Linked DNA regions of Mus musculus: regions 2 and 3 are each linked to region 1. Evidence: chromatin contacts called from public HiChIP or PLAC-seq and Micro-C data. All regions are on one chromosome and are shown on one strand. Each heading gives the region's core, a stretch centred on a gene start, on an enhancer-like site or on the middle of the called end of the contact. The rest is flanking DNA. Distances are from core to core; before and after follow the strand shown. Region 1 holds the start of Mkrn3 (makorin, ring finger protein, 3). Region 2 holds the start of Snhg14 (small nucleolar RNA host gene 14). Region 3 has its middle 43 kb from the start of Snhg14.

Region 1 (4,153 bases), core at 720-3,219:
TTCCACCAAACAATACTTATAAGATTTCTTGTTATTTTGTAACACAGAGAAACATCACAATCCTAGCAAGAAGAAATAGGAAATAGAGAAGAAAACAGCAATACTGCATAAAGATTGCCTCAGTAGCCTTTGAAAGCGATAGGGTTTTTCAGTCAATAAAGGGGAATAAGCAACAGCAGACAACAGAGCTTTAGCAGACCAGACCACATGCCACAGCGTGATACTACAGATTCAAACTGAAATATTCTTCCAGCTGGTACTGAAGCAAGAGCCAACGGTCATCAGAGAAGGAAGAACTGCCTCTCAGGCAAAGCAACTTCTTAAGCAACTGATTGGCCAGGCGAAGCACAGAATGCTCTTTTTTACGGCTTTTAAACAGCACGTTTCCCTCTCGCAACTGCACAGGCTCCAAAACTTGATGCCAGTATGCGCTTGATGATCCACCACCATCTGGTCTTGGAGGCTGATCTCTCCAGCCCTCGGGGTATTCATGCTTGTAAAAACAGAATTCTCCAAATGGGCAGTGACCTAGGCCTCCAGCAAAATACCTGCACGCTTTCTGGCTCATCCCCTCCTTATACTGCTGAACAAGTTTCTCCTTCTCCTCTTCCTCCTCCACCCAAAACTCACTAGGAATGACAAAGCCAGAGGAGACCCTGCACTGTGGGCAGGACTTACTGATCCTGTTCTCAAACTGTGTGGCACTTCTCCACCTGCGGATACACCTAAGACAGTAGGTGTGGTTGCAGCTGAAAAGAATGCCAAAGCGGCGGTCGCTGGGGTCAGCTTTCTCATAGACCACCTCCATGCAGATGCCACACACTTTGTCCATGCTGCGCTGCACAGCAAAAGAGAGTTCCATATCTCTCTCGTGTGCTTCAACGCAGGCCCTTCTATGAGCTTCCTGCTGAGCTGCATCCCAAGGGTGCAAGGCCTGCTGCCCGCACATGTCGCATATTTCTCCATGGGGGTATGCACACCTGTCCCCACGGAGGCATTGTCCCCGGGCAGCATAGCGGCAAAGCGGCAGCGGCATTGGCACTGGCATTGGCACTGGCATTGGCATTGGCACTGGCATCGGCATCCCCATGCCCATAGCCATATGCTCTCTCTCAATTGCCGGGCTCTGCAGAGGAGCCTCGGGACCATGCGGGGGGACCATGCGACCTCGGTAAGGCTGTCCAGGAACAAATTCAATTGCCCCCTCCCAGCCTTCTGCACCCGCTCCCGCTGCAGCACCTGCTGCAAGGCTTGCATTGTCAATCTCGGCTTCAGAGAAGCCCCTTTCAGCAGCTGAGCGAATGCCTGCATTGTCAATCTCAGCTTCAGTGAAGCCCCTTTCAGCAGCCGAGCCAATCAGAGGCAAGGAGCTTGAGGATGCAGCAGGGGGGGCTTCCGCCACTTCCTGAGTCGGGGGCTCCCAGCGAGTGGCCATCTTGGGTCCTCTGTCTGCAGAGGCCCGAGGCTGAGCATCTTGCCCCCCCCTAGATCTCCGCCGCCCAGAAAGGTCGTGAGAGTAGCGACAGTTATCGCCCTCCTTGCACTGCCCATGCAGATAATACCTGCAGAGGATTTGCTTCGTCCAGCTGCCACTGTTGCGCTCCGGACCAGACCGGGCCCCGCCCCCTTCGGCTGGCGCTGGCCTCAAACTCGCCGCGCGCCGGATCGCTGGGCCTGGAGTCACCAGGAGCGGTGCCAGACCCGATGCCTGCTGCAGAGGGGCCGAGCTGACTCCCGCAGAAGCTCCAGCAGCCTCAAACTGAGGAGGGGGGGGAACAGACACACCCTCCCCCCCTTCAGCACCTGCCTCGGCGCCGGCGGCCGCGTGGGCCTCAATGGGAGCTGTAGACTCTTCCATCTTACAGCGTGCCTCTAACACTGTCCAAAAACCCGAATATTATATCTTTTTTGTGCTTGAATTGCGGAGCTGGAGATGGCTCGACCAGCTTCTTCTCGGAGCGAAGTGCATCGATTTTTGTCTTCCCACCTGCTCCCCGTTCCCTGGAAACTTTAGTTCCTACCTGTTTACAGGCAGGCGGACACTTCCGGTTGTAACACCATTCCTAGGGCTTCACCGGAAGTTGCTTCCGCCATGTTTTTCGCGTGCCTGTTTCTGCTTGAGACACTGGGATGGGCTTCTGCCGGCTTTCTAAGTGCGACTCTGAACCCCCCAATCCCCGTTTCCACAGTGTTTCCCCTCAAGGTTGATGTTTTAAACTCTCCAGGTTTCAGTTGTATACATTGCAGTTTATTTGTGTGTGTGTGTTAAGAAAACGCTACACACATTGCCTTTACCGTCTGCTGCTTGAACATAAAACATTTCACTCACATTAAAAATTATTTTTCAGTTTCTTCTGTCGTTTGTTTATAGGCTACTAATTTTTAAGATCGGACAGTGTCCCTGCCAAAGCGTTTCTCCTTCAATGCTTGTAGATCTGACAGGATTCTTTGGGTCTTTTTTTCCCTTGAAGGGTTAATTTGCGTGCACTTTAATTAGGAGGGAATCCCCTGCCCCGAGGCTACTCAGAGCCTTTCACTTTCCTGCCTTTGTTACATTCTCCCGGACCCCCAACAATGTAGAAGCCTGGACTTTGCCCAACCCTGATGAAGACTTAATAAGGCAAGGTCTGAGAATGACCCAGGCTTTAACTTTTCTCTGTTGGTTGGATTCGGAGACCCTTTGTTCCCTGCCTTCCTTTTCATCCCATTCTGCTCTACAGAGCTTTTCATAATACCAGCTCCTCTTTGCACCCCAAAGTGTCTCATTTCCATTTCTGCACTGAGCCAGTTCTTTTTCTTTTTCTTTTCATTTTGCAGATATATACTATTGGGCTAATAATTTTATATGTAGTTCTACACTGCTACATGTACTTACTACAGTGGCATACTAAATTTTATAGTATAGTTTTACGTGGGTTTTTATTTTTAGTAATAATCATGCTTTCTTCCTTTCCTCACCCACTAACTTGAATTAGCAATGCTTCAAATATTTTATTTACTATTTAAAAAAATGAAATTATGCTCAGAAAAATAATTTTATTGGAAGGAGTCTCACAACCTAAGGTTAAAAAACTCTGAAAGCATATGATATAATCATCCAACTCAAAATATAAGTCTCAACTAAATAAATCCAACAACGATAAAACAAGATAAGAGGAACATAATCAAACAATATAGATAAGGGGGGATGAAGTCAAAGTAAACATGAAATAAGAACAATAGAATAGGCAAAATTTTTCTTGTGTAACTTATGAAGGAAAATAATAAAAGGCTCAGATCTCCAGCATCACATACTTCAAAAGAACTGACATTAAGTAATAAGAAACCTCAAAACAATGAGATGTTTTTAGTGCCACTAATTTATAAAAGACCTAAGTAAGAACTAGCAGATGAGAGTGGGGAAAAGATTTGAATATGAAACTTGAAACTTTCATTAAATGGTCATAAATAGATAGATAGATAGATAGATAGATAGATAGATAGATTAGTAAAAATATCAGAAACAAAAATAAAGATCTATTAGGTATGTTCTACATATGCTTAAGAAAATTTTGATATGAGGTATTTTAAAATGTGGACTCTGAAATGAACATAAAGGTTGAAAAGCTTATATTGTTTTAAAGTGCCCACTTGTACAATAGAGGGAAAAAAGCAAAAGAAAAGAAAAGGAATAAGACTTGTTAGAAGCAGAAAGTAATTAGTTCATTAACAGGCAAAAATGCTATTTGTATATAGAAAACTCATCTGCTTTGTATGCATATTTATCAAGTTTGATGTCCAAAAATTCAATAAGAAAAGAACAATTTGTGTCTCATGTATACAGGGATAAATGATACTTAAACATTTGAAGTGGATTGAATTTGTGGCAATTAAGGTTTTTTATTCTGTGAACTTCATTGTAATCAACTGAAACTCATTTTTACTTAAACATAATAGGTGCTCCATGATCAACATGCAATATTTTTGAAGGAAAACTTGTTTGATCATCATTCTTTCAGTTTTCATTGTGAACTAAGGAACTTTTGGTTGTCGATTTCTCCTTCACATAGTCATTATGATGTTTTTATTTGTATGATAGCTTTGACAAAGTTCAAAGAGACATTTGAACTGTCTAGAATATGCTTTCTCTTTGGGCTTAACACCCTGACTGATT
Region 2 (4,153 bases), core at 1,118-3,617, 2.0 Mb before region 1:
GACTGTTTAAACATGACCTCCAAAAGTTATGGTTAAATGTATATACCCCAAGAAGATCAAGAGCAAATTCAAGAAGGAAGGATGAAGGTGCTCTAAATATTCCAACCCTACCTGCAGACATTTCTATAGTAACGAATACTACTAAGATAGCAAGTGTCCAGTTTCCTTAGAAATGTGGTCACTGATAATGGTAAAGAGAGTATATTTCAGCATAATAAGACAATGAAAATCAAACTCAGGGATAGCATCCTAGTAAATGATTAGAAACTCAAAGCACTTTCATTGAAATTAAGAACAAGACAAGGAAGGTCACACTTCCTGTCTTATTCAGTACAGTATTAGGAGTCGTAGGTAAGCAACAAGAGGGAAAGATATAAAGGCGATAGGAGTAGGAAATGCCGAAATCAATTAATTATAATTTAAATATGATATGATTCTATAAGTAAAAAAATGTGCTAAATATGCCACCAGAAACTGCATAATGCTAATAACCACATCCAGCAAAATTCCAGGATAAAAAAACCTGAAATGTTATGTTTATGACATAAATAGTTTGAGAAAGAAATCATAGACAAAGTATTATTTACATTATATAAATATATAAATTTATGTTATACATAACATTGTTATATTTTTATTTGTAATGTACATAATATTCATATATAAATTATTTATTTATATATCAATTATATGTATATATAAATTGCATACATATATACATACATACATACATACATACATACACACACACACACACATACAAACATATATGATACCTGCGAAAGGACATAGCTCTTTGTACCTCTCTGTTCAGGAGCCTACAATAGACTGCACTGGGTCTTCTATACATATGCTATAACATTCAGTTTAGTGTTTTTGTGGGATTCCTGAATGTGTTAACCAATGTGTCTCTTATGCTTGTGCCTGCTCCTGTGGTACTTTTCCTTCTATCAGGTTGCATTCTCCACCCACAACATTATGTTTTTGGTTTATTTTATTATATTTCATTTTGCTATGTTTAGTTGCTATCATTTGGATGTGCTTTTCTAATGAAAGACAGAAAGGGATTGGACCTAGAAGGAAAGGGAGGTAGGGAGGAACTGGGAGGAGAAGGAAAAAGAGAAAACTGTAATTTATTGTGTTAAAATTAATTTTCAATAAAAATAAAATACAACACCATTTTATAATGAAAAACAAAATACACTTACAAAAACACCTGCAAACAAACAAACAAACAAAAACAAAAACAAAAGACAACACACACTCTTTCCTATTTATCTGATGGAAAATGAACAAAAAATCACCATGCTATTTTGAATATCTATAAACTTCAGTAAAATCAAGGGACAAAGCAAAATAAAGAAATACATTATATATCCAAAGAAAGTTCTTACTAATTCACTAGTTTATTGTTTAATCTGAACAACATAACAAAATAATAATAATAATAATAATAATAATAATAATAATAAATAACAAATATATAAAGACACTAAAGGACTGTAAACATTCAAATTAGATTACATTATGAAATCACAGAAAAAAAGGTTTATTCTCTACTACTGTATACGTGTGTGTGTGTGTGTGTGTGTGTGTGTGTGTGTGTGTGTGAAAGATATCCCATCTTTTCATATGTTGGTAGTTCACACACCTGAATTTACTCTCCACTACTCTTTCTTAAAGCCACTTTGGACTCTTCATTCCTGTGTTATAGGTATCATAGTGTCAAAAGTCATATGTACCTGATGATCCTTTCCATCCCAAAACTGAGACCTACCATTATCTGTTGTGTCTTCCCTCTGATGATAATCTCTATGTTAACCCTCAAGTGCTTTAATCCCTTCCCATCCTTCAGGGCACAGCAGAATCTGACTTAAATTCCCTTAGGAATATTATTTTTATGAAACATCCCTGTAAATATAATTGTTCTTTTTTTCTTCCTGACTGCAGTTTGTCCTACACACCAATAATCCACAGTACTGTCAGCTCTTTGAAATGTTAATGTTCACCCTGTAAGAGAACTGAGCTGATGTGACAGGGCAGATTGAAGCATGAAGGGGAGGGGCACTGCAGACAACACAACACAGGACAGGACAAAGGAAGCCAGGTCCTGATCTCATAGCTTTCTCATCTGATTCTTCAGCTAAAGACTTGAGATCTATAGAATAATGTTCTAATCCCAACAAATTTGCAAAACTTAATGTGCACAAATCATGTTCTACTATGAATCTACTATGAAAGAAACGAGGGGTCAAAGTGGGAGCTGACCTTGTTTGCTGTATTGCCTTCCTGTCCTTTCCTAGGGTGGATGTGACAGGCATCTTTGGCTGCCTCTTCTCTGAGCAGGACCTGCTGCACTGACTTGACTAATCACACTCCCAACCCCCAGCCTGTTTTAGAGAGCCTGCACAGCCTTCCAATCACGCATGCGTGGATGTTTGCCAGGCTGCAGGCATTCAAATCTTTTGTAAAGCTAATGACAAAAGCAGGTGGCCATGAGCTGTAAGCTGTCCTATTGCTAGTATGAAAGAGGAGGGTCTTCATAAACCCCTACATAAATTGGTCAGGAATATACTCAAGATGTTTTCTGTGCAATGATGACTACATAATATTGAATTATATTCACCTTCATATCTCTATACCAAGGAAAGAAAAAGTGCTTAGAAAAATTGTAAGCAAACTAGGGAAATTCCAAAAGCTGTAGATTCTTGTAGTACCATCAGGAGAAATCACTATCGATTATTAAAAACTGCTACTTAAACAACATTCTGCATTAATCAGGTTTTACTTAATTAGATGTATCTTTAAAATTTCCTATGTGTTCACGAAAAATAAACCCTTAGGATGAACGTAATATTTGGTTTAATAAAAGCACTGTTTTATCATTCAGTGATGAAATTTTTTCCTCCTGTCTTTAAATAAATGTTACTATGATATATTTTTTTAATTTATTTTCATTTGTTTATTTTGAAACAGTGTTTTATTCATTAGAATTTGCTGGACTGGGACCTCACTTTTTAGATGAGAATTGCTTTTAACTCAGAGTTCATCGAGATTCTGCCTCTTTTTTTTAAATTTTTTTCCATTTTTTATTAGGTATTTAGCTCATTTACATTTCCAATGCTAAACCTAAAGTCCCCCCATACCCACCCCCCCACTCCCCTACCCACCCACTCCCCCTTTTTAGCCCTGGCGTTACCCTGTACTGGGGCATATAAAGTTTGCAAGTCCAATGGGCCTCTCTTTGCATTGATGGCCGACTAGGCCATCTTTTGATACATATGCAGCTAGAGACAAGAGCTCCGGGGTACTGCTTAGTTCATATTGTTGTTTCACCTATAGGGTTGCAGTTCCCTTTAGTTCCTTGGGTGCTTTTTCTAATTCCTCCATTGGGGGCCCTGTGGTCCATTCAATAGCTGACTGTGAGCATCCACTTCTGTGTTTGCTAGGCCCTGGCATAGTCTCACAAGAGACAACTATATCTGGGTCCTGTCAGCAAAATCTTGCTAGTGTATGCAATGGTGTCAGCGTTTGGAAGCTGATCATGGGATGGATCTCTGGATATGGCAATCACTAGATGGTACATCCTTTCGTCACACTTCCAAATGTAACTCCTTCCATGGGTGTTTAGTTTCCTATTCTAAGAAGGGGCAAAGTGACCACACTTTGGTCTTCATTCTCTTGAGTTTAATGTGTTTAGCAAATTATATCTTATATCTTGGGTATCCTAAGTTTCTGGGCTAATATCCACGTATTAGTGAGTGCATATTGTGAGAGTTCCTTTGTGATTGGGTTACCTCACTCAGGATGATGCCCTCCAGGTCCATCCATTTGCCTAGAAATTTCATAAATTCATTCTTTTTAATAGCTGAGTAGTACTCCATTGTGTAAATGTACCACAGTTTGTGTATCCATTCTGCTGTTGAGGGGCATCTGGGTTCTTTCCAGCTTCTGGCTATTATAAATAAGGATGCTATGAACATAGTGGAGCATGTATCCTTCTTACCGGTTGGGGCATCTTCTGGATATATGCCCAGAAGAGGTATTGCTGGATCCTCCGGTAGTACTATGTCCAATTTTCTGAGGAATCACCAGACTGATTTCCAGAGTGGTTGTACAAACTTGCAATCCCACCAACAATGGAGGAGTGTTC
Region 3 (4,153 bases), core at 549-3,048, 1.9 Mb before region 1:
AAGTTATGGCATACAAATAGGGTGACATTACTGTCAGCCTATGTTAAGAGGCTTAACATAGTTAACATGAGGACATAAGTTATGAGGACTGGGACATAGTTGCCTTCCCTGGTCCCCAGTACCATTGATTCTCAAATCTAGCCACTTATTTAAGCTCAGTGTGATACTTTCCTTTTCTGAACACCCTCATTACCCTCCAATTAAGCCAAACACATTTTGCAGTTTCTAGGAAAGACTCTCCAAAGAATTTTGACTTCTAGGTTCCATTTGGCTATGGAGGCATTGTTTCCAAAATTTGTCACATTTTGTTATTATCTCTGAGAAGCCTTTCCTTTTCTAACAAGAGATTGAAAGGGAGTGTATGCAGAGGGAGGAGAGATGGGGGGAAACTGTGAGGGGTGAGGTAGGGGAAACTGTAATTAGAATATATTGAATGATTAATCTATTTTCAATAAAAAACAAAACATCATCATCTGAGAATTGTCTTTCTTTAATAAAATTTCCCTTATGATCTAGAACCTTATTTCTGAATATCTGTACTCTTTTAAATAAAAGTGTATTTAAACTAGAATCATTTTAAGGGAGGGAGAAATTACAACCATGCACAACTGAGTGTGTTTCTTCTCCTGCACCATTTTCCAGATGAAGTCTTATTATTTTGATCCTACTTCAGCCAGAGTCTCTCTTAGTGCATAACAATTTTCTATCCAATGATCCTTCACACACTTCTTAGCTATAAATAAATCAAGAATATCTGATGTAATCTGATATAGCCTTAATATCCCAACCATAAGACTATGTTGAAGTTTTTTTTTCCTGTCATAATCATCAGCTTCACTGTATCCAGTTTTAAAAAGAGTACTGAATAATTAACACACACACACCCTTCTGTGGCATAAACACTTGAAGATGCATTATGTGGCATGATACTTGAAAATGTATTGTGTGACTGAAGCAAATATCATATATAAGCATACACACACACACACACACACACACACACATATATACATACATATATGCATATATGGATGTATGTATCATTCCTGTTTAGAGATTATATTGGTAGAAAATTACTGGATGTTAGAACGAAAAGCAAAACGTCTGTAGGACATTCACACTGTATTTAAGAAAATCACACTGAACGTTTTATTTTTAAGCCTTCAAACCTCCTGAAAATTCAATGTAAATATTTTAACTTTAAAAATAAACAGCAGATTGAGCCATATCCCGCCCCCGCCGATCTAATTTAAGGCTAACGCTGGAGTATTTTCCTTTATAAAAGCAAATACTTAGGGCTCATTTATAAAGCTACAGCTACAGAAAAGCAGCTCAGTAGAAAATGCCGAGACTCCTAAAACCCGTATGATTGCGAATTCCTTAGCTAATCGATTTCGGATTTTATCAAAACCTGAAAACTGAAGATGAATCCGGAATCACACAGTGCTCCTGCGACAACAGGAAGTTAACTCAGCCTGACAGTCCATCTCTGTTTGTGGCTCAGAGAAATCCTCAAAGAAGAGAATCTTTGGTCCCCCGGGTTTCTTTTTTTTTTTTTTTTTTTTTTTTTTTTTAGTTTTTATTGGTTTATTTACATTTCAAATGTTATCCCCCTTCTAGGTTTCCTCTCCGCAAACCTCCCTTTCCCCCTGCATCTCAGTCCCCTCTGCATCTATGAAGTTGCTCTCCCACGGACCCACCGACTCTCCTGCTTCATCCCGAGCCTTTCCCTACGCTGCGTTATCAAGCCTGTCTTTCCTCCGCAGGCTCCTCACAGCCACTGCGCAGGTTTGTGACGCATTTCCTGCTGTGGCTGGTCTTGCGGAGAGGAGACTAAAGCGGCGACAGCGACAGCGGCGGCGGCGGCAGCGGCGGCGGCGGCGGCGGGAGGGGGGGTGGGGGTGGAAACGAAGCAGTTTGAAAGTGGGTTTTCAACATTCGGTATTCTCTAGAAAGCATATAATTTAAAAGATGTGTAAAAACGAAGGGAACATCGCCTTAAGGAATGTCTCCATCAGACAGCGAGAAGCTGCACAGAAAAAATAGCAAAACTACAGGGACCGAAATTTTCTTTGTGATTATCCCACGAATCACCCCTTTGTGAAGTAATTTATGCAGAAACAATGAAATCATCGATGGTAAAAATTATTATGCACAAAGTATAATACTGTATTTTCTAATAAAACTTACTTTGGTATTTTAATGTCTATTTAGGACTTTAAAATTTCTTAAAATATAAAACGAAGTTAACACACACCTCACTTTTTAACAAATATTGTTTCGCGGTTAGATCCTATAACAGTTGTACATTTGGCATAATAATATAGAATACAAATTGAAGCATATAAAGAAAAAGAAACATGAACACAGTCTGTGACAGAAAGATGGCATTTTTTTTTTTAATGATAAGCAAATGGTCTACCACTGAACTATATTTTTACACATGTGTAGGTTTTCGAGTTTAGATTTGGATGCCCAGACCGAATTTTTTATTTTGCTAAGTAATAACTAAAAGAATTGGGAAGCACTGGATAGTTTTGTTACAAATTTGTTTATTATTTTTAAGGTAAAGCTAACCTATGTATTCCATGACCGTCATTAAATAAACACATTGCATTTACCTGTTTGTGAATGAATGTGTGTAAAACAAAAATTATCAGAACATTCGTAACACTTGTAGGAGTTTTTAATTTTTAGTTCTTGCTTCCAGGTATTTAACTGTGATATCATATACACTTGGAAAGTTTGTTTATCTCTTGGCTACAGGCCTCAGGAAGAGAAGGGGTTCTATGATTTTTTTCCTGTTATTCCTTGAATTTAAAGTTTCTTAAAATCCCACCATTCATTATTCCATGATGATTTCATACAATTTTGAAAGCTAGATTATCAGTGCCCCTGATAATGCAGGAGGACTATAATCTCAGGTACTTGGGAGGATGAGGACATAAATTACAGATTTGTGTGCACCTCAAAACACCTCAAAGTTTATTCCCTTAAAGTTATTGAAATTTTGTCACAGAAGAACATAATTCAGAGGTAAAGATGATATTATTTTTTCAGATATGTGTGTTGTATTTGGAATAACTATATAGATTAGGAAACTAGTAAAGGTGTATGGGAATGCATTTAAAGACAGAGAATGCTTTATAAACCAGTGAGTGGTATAAAGGGCTAAAGCAAAATTATGATACATTGAGGATTAAACAGGGCAATAGAAGAGCAGGATAAAGGAGGGAACATAGAGAAAGATAAATAATACTGGAGGCATTTTGAATAAGTCATATGGAAAGTGACTACTCTAAAACTGTCCTTAATATGTAAATACACATACCAATATTTAAACAATAGGGTTAACTGATAACAGAATAACCATTTCTTTACTGGACACTACAGGCTAGCAAATATAAAACCTAATAGCAGAAATGTGTTACCTCTTTGTATTGGCTTGTTTTCTAGGGAGATCCTTTTCATTACAATGCTATTGCTAACGTTCTTGATTACACTGCCGAATATGGAAGTACAGCTCTTTAGCTAAACACGATACATTCTTAAGTTATAGAAATGTGAGAAATCAAGAGGATTGATCTGAAAGCTTGATCCCTAATGGATATCTTTCATGGCACTGGAAGCAGTTCTATGCCACCAGAGGAGGAAAGAAATCAATCACACTAGGCTTTAAATCCCAGTGATTAAAGTGACTGTCCTCCTAAAAATTGCCAACTGATACAATTGTTACATGAATTTCAAGGATGTACTCAATAGTTTTCTAATAGGCTATGAGGTCCACTTCAAAACACTTAACTCTTATTGCTATTACGGCCAGAAACCTGTGGGTAGACAGACACAATACCCTTGGAAAGTATCTATGATTATTGCTCTGTACATAGTATTTAATCAATTCCTAATAGCTTAGTGCTCATAGATTGGTACATCTTTCAGTCTTCTACAGAGTCTAGAATTAAGTAAAAAAATTATATGTATACATTAAATGCCCAGGCATAGTTACTTTCATGGAATAGGAAAAGCAGAAGGACAGAAAAGATGGCAAGGTGGCCATGAAAATGGAAGGAAATAAGCAACTGATAGTAGTAAGGAGATGGGGGGTGGGGGAGGGCTAGAGGACAAGCTAGAGACCTGGGATAATATTGGTGCC

The links. A called contact is a pair of places that touch in the nucleus more often than the background predicts. HiChIP or PLAC-seq counts read pairs in DNA pulled down with a chosen protein or histone mark.
Region 2: a contact with region 1 is called in an H3K4me3 HiChIP or PLAC-seq map of stem cell-derived neural progenitor cells, with 8 times the contacts expected there. The contact joins the promoter of Snhg14 here to the promoter of Mkrn3 in region 1. A contact is called at or near these places in 1 of 39 promoter capture datasets (embryonic stem cells) and 1 of 115 datasets of contacts at active chromatin or transcription factors (stem cell-derived neural progenitor cells).
Region 3: a contact with region 1 is called in a Micro-C map of the G1E-ER4 cell line. The contact joins the enhancer-like site here to the promoter of Mkrn3 in region 1. A contact is called at or near these places in 3 of 39 promoter capture datasets (embryonic stem cells and liver), 1 of 484 Hi-C or Micro-C datasets (the G1E-ER4 cell line), 4 of 115 datasets of contacts at active chromatin or transcription factors (astrocytes, embryonic stem cells and stem cell-derived neural progenitor cells) and 1 of 9 other capture datasets (embryonic stem cells).

Annotation. Positions count from the first base shown.
Region 1 is chr7:62,418,184-62,422,336 of GRCm38.p6, forward strand. Mkrn3 (makorin, ring finger protein, 3) reads right to left here and starts at 1,970. Exons shown (of 1, transcript NM_011746.3): 1 at 1-1,970. The coding sequence starts at 1,858. The coding sequence ends at 224. All of the region lies in intron 1 of Gm32061 (predicted gene, 32061), which reads right to left.
Region 2 is chr7:60,447,810-60,451,962 of GRCm38.p6, forward strand. It overlaps Snhg14 (small nucleolar RNA host gene 14), which reads right to left and starts at 2,368. Exons shown (of 172, transcript NR_146211.1): 1 at 2,269-2,368. It also overlaps a transcript of Snrpn not described here.
Region 3 is chr7:60,490,758-60,494,910 of GRCm38.p6, forward strand. No RefSeq gene overlaps it. Among named protein-coding and RNA genes, the nearest start is that of Snhg14, 43 kb to the left of the region's middle. Within about 2 kb of position 1,799, at least 63 of the 459 cell types and tissues checked have an H3K27ac peak or open chromatin away from gene starts, as enhancers often do. A contact at or near this core is called in the G1E-ER4 cell line, where this site is marked.